Regions from separate parts of the Hordeum vulgare genome. Here regions 1, 3 and 4 are each linked to region 2. Evidence: chromatin contacts called from public Hi-C data. All regions are on one chromosome and are shown on one strand. Each heading gives the region's core, a stretch centred on a gene start, on an enhancer-like site or on the middle of the called end of the contact. The rest is flanking DNA. Distances are from core to core; before and after follow the strand shown. Region 1 has its middle 19 kb from the start of LOC123442882. Region 2 holds the start of LOC123442883 (translation machinery-associated protein 22). Region 3 holds the start of LOC123442884 (NDR1/HIN1-like protein 2). Region 4 holds the start of LOC123442886 (proline-rich receptor-like protein kinase PERK9).

The links. Hi-C and Micro-C count contacts between places; a contact is called where the count stands out from the background.
Region 1: a contact with region 2 is called in a Hi-C map of leaf, with 4 times the contacts expected there. The contact joins the enhancer-like site here to the promoter of LOC123442883 in region 2. A contact is called at or near these places in 3 of 6 Hi-C or Micro-C datasets (leaf, seedling and an unstated tissue).
Region 3: a Hi-C map of seedling shows a contact between it and region 2, with 7 times the contacts expected there. The contact joins the promoter of LOC123442884 here to the promoter of LOC123442883 in region 2. A contact is called at or near these places in 4 of 6 Hi-C or Micro-C datasets (leaf and seedling) and 1 of 1 datasets of contacts at active chromatin or transcription factors (embryo).
Region 4: a Hi-C map of seedling shows a contact between it and region 2, with 6 times the contacts expected there. The contact joins the promoter of LOC123442886 here to the promoter of LOC123442883 in region 2. A contact is called at or near these places in 4 of 6 Hi-C or Micro-C datasets (leaf and seedling).

What each region holds. Positions count from the first base shown.
Region 1 is chr3H:41,306,397-41,309,096 of MorexV3_pseudomolecules_assembly, reverse strand. No RefSeq gene overlaps it. Among protein-coding and RNA genes, the nearest start is that of LOC123442882, 19 kb to the right of the region's middle. Within about 2 kb of position 1,251, at least 1 of the 3 cell types and tissues checked has open chromatin away from gene starts, as enhancers often do. A contact at or near this core is called in leaf, where this site is marked.
Region 2 is chr3H:41,624,099-41,626,831 of MorexV3_pseudomolecules_assembly, reverse strand. LOC123442883 (translation machinery-associated protein 22) reads right to left here and starts at 1,310. Exons shown (of 7, transcript XM_045119056.1): 1 at 1,012-1,310; 2 at 815-898; 3 at 671-735; 4 at 420-501; 5 at 189-256; 6 at 23-106. The coding sequence starts at 1,174.
Region 3 is chr3H:41,893,280-41,896,106 of MorexV3_pseudomolecules_assembly, reverse strand. LOC123442884 (NDR1/HIN1-like protein 2) reads right to left here and starts at 1,512. Exons shown (of 1, transcript XM_045119057.1): 1 at 1-1,512. The coding sequence starts at 1,006. The coding sequence ends at 116.
Region 4 is chr3H:42,072,670-42,075,405 of MorexV3_pseudomolecules_assembly, reverse strand. It overlaps LOC123442886 (proline-rich receptor-like protein kinase PERK9), which reads right to left and starts at 1,463. Exons shown (of 16, transcript XM_045119061.1): 1 at 936-1,463; 2 at 84-194; 3 at 1-16. The coding sequence starts at 993.

The sequences.
Region 1 (2,700 bases), core at 2-2,501, 320 kb after region 2:
CCAGATTCTACATATTTTTCTAATAAAATTTCATATATAATAATGTAAAATTTGAGTTACCGTTTAAAAGATATGATTTTTTAAAGTATTTTGCACTTATAATTGAACTACAGATTAATTAATTAAAATTGTAGGGGTCTTTTCAAAAACATACGGAAACGATTGTTTTTTTACTCAAGTATGTACTGCGGGTTTATTTTATGAAAATTGAAGGATGTTTCTACAAAAATTCCAAAAAGCTATTCGTTCTCTCACTAAATTATGTACTGCGGGTTTGATTTCGGAGAATCAGAGGGGGTTTCCTATAAACATAAAAAAACGATTCGTTTTTCATTTAAATCCGGACTGTGGGTTGATTTCAGGAAATTCTAGGGGGTTTTCTGCAAAACGACCACGACAGACAACAGAAGCACTCCATGCTTTATTATTAGGAAGAGATTAGTATAAAGTTGGATCATTTATTTTAGGACGGACGGAGTACTACATAGCTAGCAATGTTGAATAATGACATTATGTATGTTTAGTATTTTGCAAATGGCGTTTAATGATATATCTAGTTTTATTCATTGTTTGAATGACCAAAATTGAAACAAGACATTTTCAACCAAATAAGAAAACAATCAAATAAAAAATGAAGGTTGTGGTTTGGTGTTTACGCAGACCTGACAACCTTCAAAAATTATGAAGCACATACAAACTTGACTTTCTTTTGTACTAGAATATAAATTTTTATGAAAAAACATAGCGTTGACTTTATGGCAAATAAATTCACATTTTTTGAATGAAATTTTGTCTTATTTGAAGAAAAAAAGTCAAGGTTTTTTTTTTCTTTTTGTGAAATTTTCTTCACAAGTACAACAAAAGGTCATGTTTATTTCAAAAATATTTTCAGTTTTTTTAAGAAATTATTGAATTACTTTTTTTTTACATATGTGGTGTAGATACACCCATAGGCCAAACGTCGGCCTCCAGCACATACAACTTTTGACAACTGCTAGAGTTGCTCCAACATATATACACAAGCATACATTGACCTACCTGTGCAGTTTTGACTTGCTTTATCAACCGTTCCCAACGATAGGAACAAACTGAAAAAAATGATGATACCCGTGAACCATCCAACGTCAGCTTCATCAAACGTTCTTAATAATGCCTAAAAGTACGGATAAAATCCACCCTGACAATGACAACTGAGCAGCCTGCCACAAGAGCACCAACACCTGTTTAAAAAAACCATCAGCTTTTTCTTTATTTATGAAAAAAAGCATCAGCTGACAAGTAAGTACATTACAGTACAACCGAGCGATCAAAGGAAATGCATGCATGCCCTTTATTTTATGTTATCTTTCGAGAGGAAAAAGAAAAGTTCATGTCTGGGACCGGAAATCCTGCCTTCTCAGCTGGGTGGGAAATACTTTTCTCCTACACTAATACTCATCACATGGATGGATAAGATACGCTAGGCTTGACCAAGACTCTTCATCGCATGCATCCATTCTGTGTAGAATATATAGGAATATTGACTGCCCGGCCAAGAGAATGCAGAGACTAATAATCGGTAACTGCAAGTAGTGGAGGCTAATCACCTTTCACCACAGGATCGATACCTCTTCATAATAAAAGGTAGGATGGTCATATTTACGTATACGCTGTATTTTTTTTTCATATGCACAAATACTGAGGCTTGTTCATGTTTTCTCTATTTTTTAAATAGTCAAAAAAGAATGCGAGTAGCAAGATTCAAACCATACACCTTTTGATATTATCAAAGCTGCACTAACCAACTGGTCAACAAGACAACATGTGTTGCACATGTTTTTTAATCTAATAAACAACACCGGAAACACAGTATTCTTTGTTTTGTTTCCTTTTTCTATTTATTTTTTCCTTTTCCTTTTTTTATTTTCTTTTACTTTCTAAATGCGTTAGCTTTTTAAACAAGCACACGTTGTGACACGTCTGACAAACGTTTTTTCGTCTTTTCGCATGGAAAATCATAGAAAATGCATAAAATATCAGAAATTTAAAACATTTGGCATGCCTCCTTGTGATGATCGTTACGACGTGTGAAAAAAAAATTGATCGGTTTCATGAGTTGAAAAAACATCATCGCATTATTTTGAAAATTGATGAACTATTACTTACACTATAATTTTGGTATTGTAAACCCTAAAACCTAAATTGTTGGGAAGTTGTTAACAACTTTGCAAAATGTGCAGAAATTTTTAAAAATTTCATACTTATTTTTAATTCTAAAATTGTGCACAAACTAAAATTGGATCCGTTTTCATGACTCTGAGTAACATCATCACATTATAACACCCCTTTCGTCTGTACCGACATCCATGTGTTTCACATAATGTACATGCATACGTTTATCAAATTGATTCAACTTTTGCCAGCAAGTGAGAATGAACGTACAAATGACCAACGCAAAATTTAAATGAAATCGGATACTAAACGCACATTATGTCACGTCCGACAACGGTTTTTCCATGTTTTCGCATCGAAAACTGTAGAAAATGTGCGGAATGTCGGAAATTAAAACAATTTGGCGTGTCTCCTTCTGATGATCATTAGGGCATGTGAAAAAAAATTGAATCCATTTCATGAGTCGGAGTAACATCATCGCATTATAACATTTTTTCCGTGCTTACCGCCATCCGTGGATTCACATGATATACATGCATATATTTATTA
Region 2 (2,733 bases), core at 61-2,560:
GATGAAGAGATGGATAAGTTACATCAGGCCATGTAGCTGTAATGAAATCCACAACATCATATGATATGTCTCCTTGCACATCGATTTGCTCCTTCTCAGTTGGGCCCTGGGGAACACGTTAAGAAGAGACAGTTAGACAAGGCCTTAATGAAAGACGAAAAGCCATAGTTTCAGAGATAACTAATTACCTTGACCACCGAAGCTCCCGTAGCAAACTTCTTTCCAAGCTTCTTCGAAGCGTCACTCAGCTTTACACCTAAAATGTTCAGGAAACAAACACGATCTATTAAAATATGGCCAACCTTAGTAGCGAATACATAACATCATGGAGCTTTAAGGCAGGTTCTACTCAAGCCTGGATCTAGCATCTACAGTATAACCTATTCCACAAGGTGCAAAGAGTTAAGTGTACCACTCACCAAACAAGTCCAGGCCTTTCACCACGGTAACACATTTGCGCTTGTTGCGGACAATCTTCTCAATAATAACCTCTTGCTTGTCCTACACATAAAAAGGAACATTGGCAGTCAAAATACTGCAGGACAGACATTCTACATTGGCCCGAACTCAAACCAGAATAACAAATCCTCAATTTCAGACCAGCATCTAGGGTTGAAGTCAAACAGCTAGAAATTGAACTTAAGTAATAAAGTGTGCAAAGGGAACCAACCTTTTTCTTGAGCTTACCACCCGGCAGTCGTTTCACCTCTTCAGTCTTGGATGCCGAGGCACCCCCTGCAAACACAACACACATCAATTTGACCGAACTTTTCCTAGTTTTAGGTTTAAGACAAGGCAGGAGCTCACACCAAACCTGAGCTCGAGGAGCCGTCGGCGGGGGAGATGCTGACGCCCTGGAGGCGCTCGCCGACCTTGCCGACGTCCTTATCATCGCCGCCTTCACAGATCAAACGAACCACCGCACGAAGCATTAGAGAGCGGAACCAACACAGGGCAGGCGTAAACGAAGTGGGGGATAACGTGCGAGAAGGGTAGGTCATGGGGGCGAACCGGAGGAGGAGGCCACGAGCTCGTCGGGGTAGACGCCGGGCGCGTGGGCGCGGAGCCACGGCTTGCAGCGCTCGAAGTCGGGGCCGAACTCGCAGTACTCCGCGGGGAGGCCGCAGACGCCGCAGTAGAGCACCTTCGCCGGGGCCGGCTTCTCCGCCGCCATCACCGCAGCCGCCGCCGCCGGAGGATTCGATCCGATCTGACGCGGAATGCTCGATGAGGTGGGCCGCGAGAACCCGTGTTGCCCTGCTCGAGTGCTCGTGGAGTCGTGACGGATTTGGTTCTGCTCGACGGATTTGGGTGCGATTTTTTCTCTACCTTTCTTTCCTTTCGGTAATGACGCAAAAGAACAAGGGAAACCTATATAGCGCCACAGGCGTCGGTTAATGGCAAATTTTGCTAACCGGCGCTTGCAGCGTTCCGTCTTGAACCGGCTTATTTAAAAATCGATCTGTGTTTTAGCCCGTGATATTTTTTTTCGATGATTTTTTTAAAAATTAGTGAACTTTCTAAAAATTGATGAACTTTTTTTAAAATTGATGAACTGTTTCGAAAATCGGTTAACATAATTTAAAATCCTTGAACTTTAAAAAAAACGATGAACTGTTTTTAATTTTTGTTTTTTTTTTAAAAACTGATGAACTTTTTTAAAAAATCAATGATTTTTTCGAATTTTGTAAACTTTTTGAAAATACATAAACATATTTGAAAAACAAGTGAACTTTTTTTATAACTATCGGTTTTTTTTTTTGCAAATCTGATTTTTTCGAAAATCCTATGAACTTTTTTTCGATTTTTAAGGACCAACATATTCTACATGGGCCGGCCCACGAGAAGGAGCGTTGTTGGTGCCGGTTTGGCTAACCGACGCTGAAGGTACCGTATAGGACCTTCAAGAGAACAAAGGAGAAGTTGGCGAGTGCAGCAGTTGGATGTATTTGGGCTAGCGGAAATCCAGCCCATGCGAATGGGTTGGGCTAAGAAGTGTGTTAATTGACACATTTAGTTTTCGTCACACATTTGTCTTAAAAGAGGTTAGTCAAAAAGTATTTGGCTCAAAAAAAGTTTTCGTCACACATGGAGATATGAAAATACTATCCATCATTGTTTAAAAGAACAATTTCATTCAACGCCGTACACACACAATATACATAGACACATGTACTCATCTTATGAAGACACATATACAGTCCACCTTTTTTTAGGATAACTGCATATTTGTGAACCAGCATAGGTTACGAACATAACACATACACATCATCGACTCGAGACCATGAGAGACCAAAGGTGTCCCAACACAAAATCAAAAAAGATCATCAAAGAAAGAGAAAATACAACCCGGTCCCCCGGGGGCCTTAAAGCACGAAGAGCAAACACCAGCCGCCAACCGCCGCCGTTGCTGACGAGACGAACAGCAAAGGAAGGCATCGGAAAGCCTTGAGCCGAGGGCACACCATCACCGAAAAGGGCTTTCTGAGTCGAAGAAGAGCCCCGTCACAAACGACGAGGCATAGTCGCCGTGGCACGTCAACCGGGGAACGTCCCCGTGCAAATCCTCGGCTCCAGCTCCGGCACCTCCGTTGGACGAAGTAGAAGGAGAATTACCAAATCTGCCGCCACAAACCACCACCCGAGTGTTGAGCCACCAAGTCTCTCGCCAACTTTCGCGGTCACCACAGGGGTGACCAACGCCAGCCCGAGCACTCTTGTACGGGACTCCGT
Region 3 (2,827 bases), core at 263-2,762, 270 kb before region 2:
CAGCAACCGTCGGTTGATCTCTACTACGCACGCCCCACCGCCGCGTCCCAGGTGAAAAGTAAAAGTGTCTTCGATTCGCTTTCGCAATGTGCCCCCCTATGAGTTTGCGTCGTTACTAGAAGGTCCACTTCCAGATCTTGACTCGGATCCTGACCTGGCACACGCGCGCGACGGTGGTCGCCGCCGGGGGCGAGGTCGTTGCGTCGGCGACGGCCGCGGACGGCTCCGGGGCCTCCGCTACGGCTGGCGCCTTCGACGGCGCCTTGGCGACGGTGAGCTTCACCCCCTTCTTCTTCGCCGGCGCGGGTGCCGGGGAGGGCGCGGCCACCTTGATGCCGTCGCAGTGCACCTGGATGCCGATCTTCTTGGTCTTGAGCCCGCCCACCTTGACGCCGGCCTTGGTCTCCAGGTCGAGGGTGATGGAGAAGGTGCCCGACTTCTTGATGTCGGAGCTGGCGGCGGTGGGGTCGACCCCGAGCGCGGCCGCGGAGACGGTGGCCTTGATGACGGTGATGTTGCTGGCCTCGTGCAGGAACCCCGGCACGGTCGCCTCCCCGAGCGGCACGGCGTTGGCGGCCGTGGCGGCGGTGACGGTGAAGTCGTCGTACAGGTAGACGAGCTTCTTGTTGGGGTTCTTGGCGGTGAGCGTGAAGTCGATGGAGTCGGTGAGCGCGGGCGCCGTGGCGGAGCTGGAGAGGCTGAGCTTGTTGACGCGCGCCACGGAGAGGGTGAAGGCCGGGCGGTGGGGGCGGTAGAGGAGGTAGAAGGCGCCGCCGGCGACGGCGGCGACGAGGGCCAGGAGGAGCACGACGAGCACGGCCCAGAAGAAGCAGCAGCAGCAGCTGAAGCGGCACGAGGAGCGCCCCCCGCGGCGGCCCTTGGCGGGCGCCTGCGGGCGGTAGATGGGGCGCTGGTACATCTTGGGCGGGCCGCCCGCGCCCGCGCCGTTGGTGGCCGCGGCCGCGGCGGCAGGGGGCTGCGGATTGGGCTTGCCGTTGGAAGACATTGCCGCTCTAGCCGGGGGACGAGGTGGCTCTTGGCGCGGCGCGGCGCTGGCTAGGTGCTTGGGCTGGGTTCCGGCCGTGCGCTTGCGCTGAGCGAGTTCTTGGAGAGAGAGGAGATCTATAGGCTGAGAGGAAGGAAGACGCGGAGGAGAAGGTGAGGGAAAAGGGACGGGTCACCTTACGGATGGTTCGTCCTCACCAAATCATTTGCTACTGCTGAGCTAGCTGACGCTACCCCTACCCTTCCTTTGCCTTTTTTATTAAGCAAGTCTCCCCCGTAATTCTCGCTCGTGCCAAGTTGTTTTTTCTCCCGGGAAAATCGTTTGGATGCTAGTTTAAACCTGTGTTTACACACAGAACTTGTATCTCACGTCAAAGTTTTCAAATGAGCGGCAAACTGAGCCTGGTACCAACTGCTGAATTACTCCTTGCGCCGTAGCAGTGGTGGAGTACGTACTAAAGTTTGTAGTGATGGCTACTTTAATTTGTCCCTCTAAAACTTATGTACAACAGGCTAGGAGGAGTAATGTTTCAGCGAGCCAATACCTTGAGCCAGAGCTGCGATTCCCTGCTCGAAATTGAATCGCCAAGCGTCAGAGATTTAATAACAAGCTCATTTTGTTGTGATTAACTGCAACTGATTTTTTGAACCAACGGTAGCAGTAGCATTTGTGAACATTGGGACCGGCCGGGGCTGTGCTACACCTTTATGCTGCTGCTTCATTGAAGACATGTGATCCGGGTGTGGCTTGGGAAGGGATCGATCTTGGATCCAACTCTCAACTGCAAGTTGATTTTATTTTATGAGAGAGGTGTATTATTATTTGAATATAGTTAGAGCATATCTAACCCTTGCATAAGAAGTTTTAATTCCCTAAAAAAATCTGTAAGAGGAATTAAGCTTCACCTAGCACTTTGTCAAAACCTTTAGCCCCTCAAATAATTGAGCGGAATATATTCAAACCCATCCCTCCTACTCGATTATAGTCGAACATTGCCAACTCTTAATAAATCATCTCTCTTCTCTTTTCCTTTCTCCCTCACACAAGTTTTCTGCCCACGGCCCAACGCCGCCCATTCCCGCAACCACACCTTCCTTGCCCATCTTCTGTGGCCAGAAACCGACCAAAAATCTCTTCAGTTTCTCATCATTTCTGGCCATGACCACATTCCTTTCTATCATTACCGGCCATAGGCAGAGCAACACGTGCCTACATCACATACTTCTAAGCACTTGTACAGAAACATGAATGTTGCCGGCCGTTATAGATTCTGATGAACAGTAGAGTCTTGGACCACATCATCATGCCACTAGGAGAACAAAGAAGAGAAGAACTCATGTAGAGAAAGAAGTGCTCGAAATGTGGCCCGTGATGGACGAATTTCGTCGACTTTCTCAGATCCTTCCTCTCACGCGTACGTCGTACATGGTGAGCTTCCATCACGCTACTTTTATGGATCATCTACCATAGTTCCTAGTTAGCTCATGGACATCTTTTATTGGCAAAAAGTCATCATTGGACAAGTGGATGGAAGAAGGATGAATAATATGGAGAGAGACTTTCATGTAGGGGTGGAGCTTGATCGACGAGTTGAGTTTTAGGGTAAGGGCTGCATGCTTAAAAGTTTAATCCCTTCAACTTTGGAGGAACTAGATAATGCCCCGCGCATTGCTGCAGGAACCTTGATAGAAGAAATGCATAAAAGTTCGGCCTCTACGCTGTTGGGCGACATCGGCTTGGGACGTCCGACGCGGCAGAGCTCGCTCCACGCGCGCTGGACATCACGTGTTTGCGGCTCAGCCCAGTGGACCGCCCCTGGGC
Region 4 (2,736 bases), core at 214-2,713, 450 kb before region 2:
GATGAAGCAGGGGGTGCTGCAACAGGTCAATGTAAGGTCCTGCACATCAATGTCGCTGATGATCTTTGAAAATTCAGAGCTACCTGATGAAAGAGTTACTGGACCTAGTGCGAAGGAAGGTCCAGGAGGACTAGGGGCTTGTCCTTGATCGACAGGCGAACTACCAACCCCGGGAGCAGGTGCCAGATCAGTACCTAGAGTGTGAGTGAAGAACACAGATTCAATCGAGGGACAAGTAAAGTGTGCAGTGTACACTAGTAACTGTGCAATAACTAAGCTCAGAGTTTTAGTGGAGTATCAGGCAATCTACAGGTTGCTATCGGGGGCAAATCTCCAGTGTCTTTTCAGCACAAAAGTTGCAAAGCAAGAGCAATTATTGAAAGTATGCAACATGAAAATGGCACATAGTGATGCATCATCCGACGCATGCCGCCAAAAATTCTTAATTGTTCTTGCAAGATTACGGCCAAAAAACACAGCTAGATGAGGCAGCAAGCACATGTGACGCAATTAAAGTGGCTCGCAGTTGCGGTGACAGCCAAAGACAGGGAAATGCCAAGACGCCGACATTGCGCCGTCCCTCTTGATGGAAATTCAGAAGTAATGAGCACATGCTCTTAATTCCGTCTAGCTTGAGAAAACTCTCGTATGGTTTGCTGAAATCGTGAGTAAAAAAACAGTGAACTGCATTTTCCTAGCCACAGATCAGCTAGCCAGCCTGCGCATTCGCAGAAATTTGTTGAACCCGCAAGTTTCCCCATCAAAGTGCTCAGCCGAGGGGGGAAATCATGGAGAAACAAGCAAGCATTCGCATTGTTCGGCAGGTACACGCCATTTGATCCCCAATTTCCCACCCAAACTAACTAGACCATGAAAGCTGAAGAGAGGGGGAGAAGAAAGAAGCGACGCTGGAGCAATGCTAAAACACTTGTCACCTGTGGATCCAAGAAGGGAAGCGAGAAGCAGCACCACCGCGCAGGCAGGACGCCGCATCTCGCCGTCGCCCGAACGCACAAGCTCGTAGCAAGTGCAGACGCAGAGGCAAGGGGATCACAGCCACCTCGGCTCCGTCGCGGCGCTGCACCCGCACCCGCAAGAAGCCCCTAGAGCGCCAGAAAAGGAGGGAGCCTGACCGCCATTTGGGTAGCACGCCATGAGCAATCGCGGGCCCGTGTGGGGAGGGGCAGGGAGCAGTGAAGGGCGGGCAGTGCGGGAGGGAGGGAGGGAGGAGGAATGGAGGAAGAGGGGAAGGTGCCCACTGCCCACTGCCCAGGAGGAGGCCGAGGCACCAAACACCACTAGTACCAGTACAGTATAGTACCAGTACTTGTACAAGTAGCTAGCTGCTGCAAGTAAATCACACAGCCTAAAAAGAGAACCCACCCTAGCAGTAGAATCAATTAACTAAAGTTGGAGTAGTGGTGGTGATCCGGGTAGCAAGAAACGGACGCGGATGCCATGACCGGCTCGAGGAACCAACGACGGACGAGACGGGTGAAGAAAACATTCGTTGCTTCCTGCCGGTGCCGTCGCCCACGCACGAGGCCGAGAGAATCTCGTGGTCTTGGCCCGGTTTAGTTTAACCATGTACCGCTGCCATGGACGCTGGTACCACGAACTAGCAGCGGTACCGCCACGAGATGCAACTGCAAATCTTTGGCGCTGCAATCTCTTCTCGTTAATCCAGCTAGCCGGGCAGGGCAGGGCAGGGCAGGGCAGGCGAGGCGAGGTACTGTCTCACTGTGGGGCTTTTGTCATCCGCCAGCCTGGTCTGGGATTACCGGCTCTGACCACCTCTTGTCGCTTTACCACTGTGCCTGTGCGTACGTACGTAGTGCAATGTGTGGTGCCCGGCCGTGGCTTTGCGTTTGGATGGGAGCAGCACGAGCCCCCGGAGAAATTCGCCGGGCTCTCCCGGCCTGCCCGTGCGCGCGCGCGCGGTGCCACGGACGCGGACGCTGTGTCGGTCGATCACGGGGCCATGTTGATGTCGGCCGCTGGCTGGAGTGCGTGCTGGCTGGCTGAAGGAGCGGGGCATCGGATGCTGCGGGCGTGCCCAGGGCAGACAACACATCGGCACGTGCATGTCTGTATCGTATGCTGCAACGGGAGGTTCATACTACATGGTTGATGGGGGTAATCCTAATCCTGACACGGAGATTTGTCGCTGTTTGCTGCTCTGCCGCGACGTCGGTACGCTGGCCCGTTCGTTTTCGGGAATCGAGGCGTTGTGGAGTCGCCGTCGCCGACGGAGACCGCCAAACCTGCGGCGATCTCGCGTGTCAGCCTCCATATATAGCTGGCCATCTCCTCTGGGTTTCTTGTCCTTTTCTTTCTGTATTTTCTTTAAATGAGATTAGGAAAAATGCTCGTGCGTTACAAAAGGAGAAAATAAATCAACCACCATACAAACACTCGATGACACCAAGAAATCATAAGAAATCTTTCACAATGCGCATATATAAAGGCGGGATGATTTTTTAAATAACTACAGTTGTATCGAGTTTATTAGACAACATAAATATCTACTTAGTTACTGGTATCCATTCACGTCTTTGTGGTGTTCCTTCTTAATGATACCTAAAAATAATGTGCTGCTCATAAAGAAACTAAATAATGCATAAAATAGCAAAATTACACTTTAATATTCAATGGTAGCACGTGCATAAGCGAATTAGTTTTGTTTTGTTGATATGTGTGTTTGCAACTGTAATCCAAGTCAAGGCTTAATTTGCT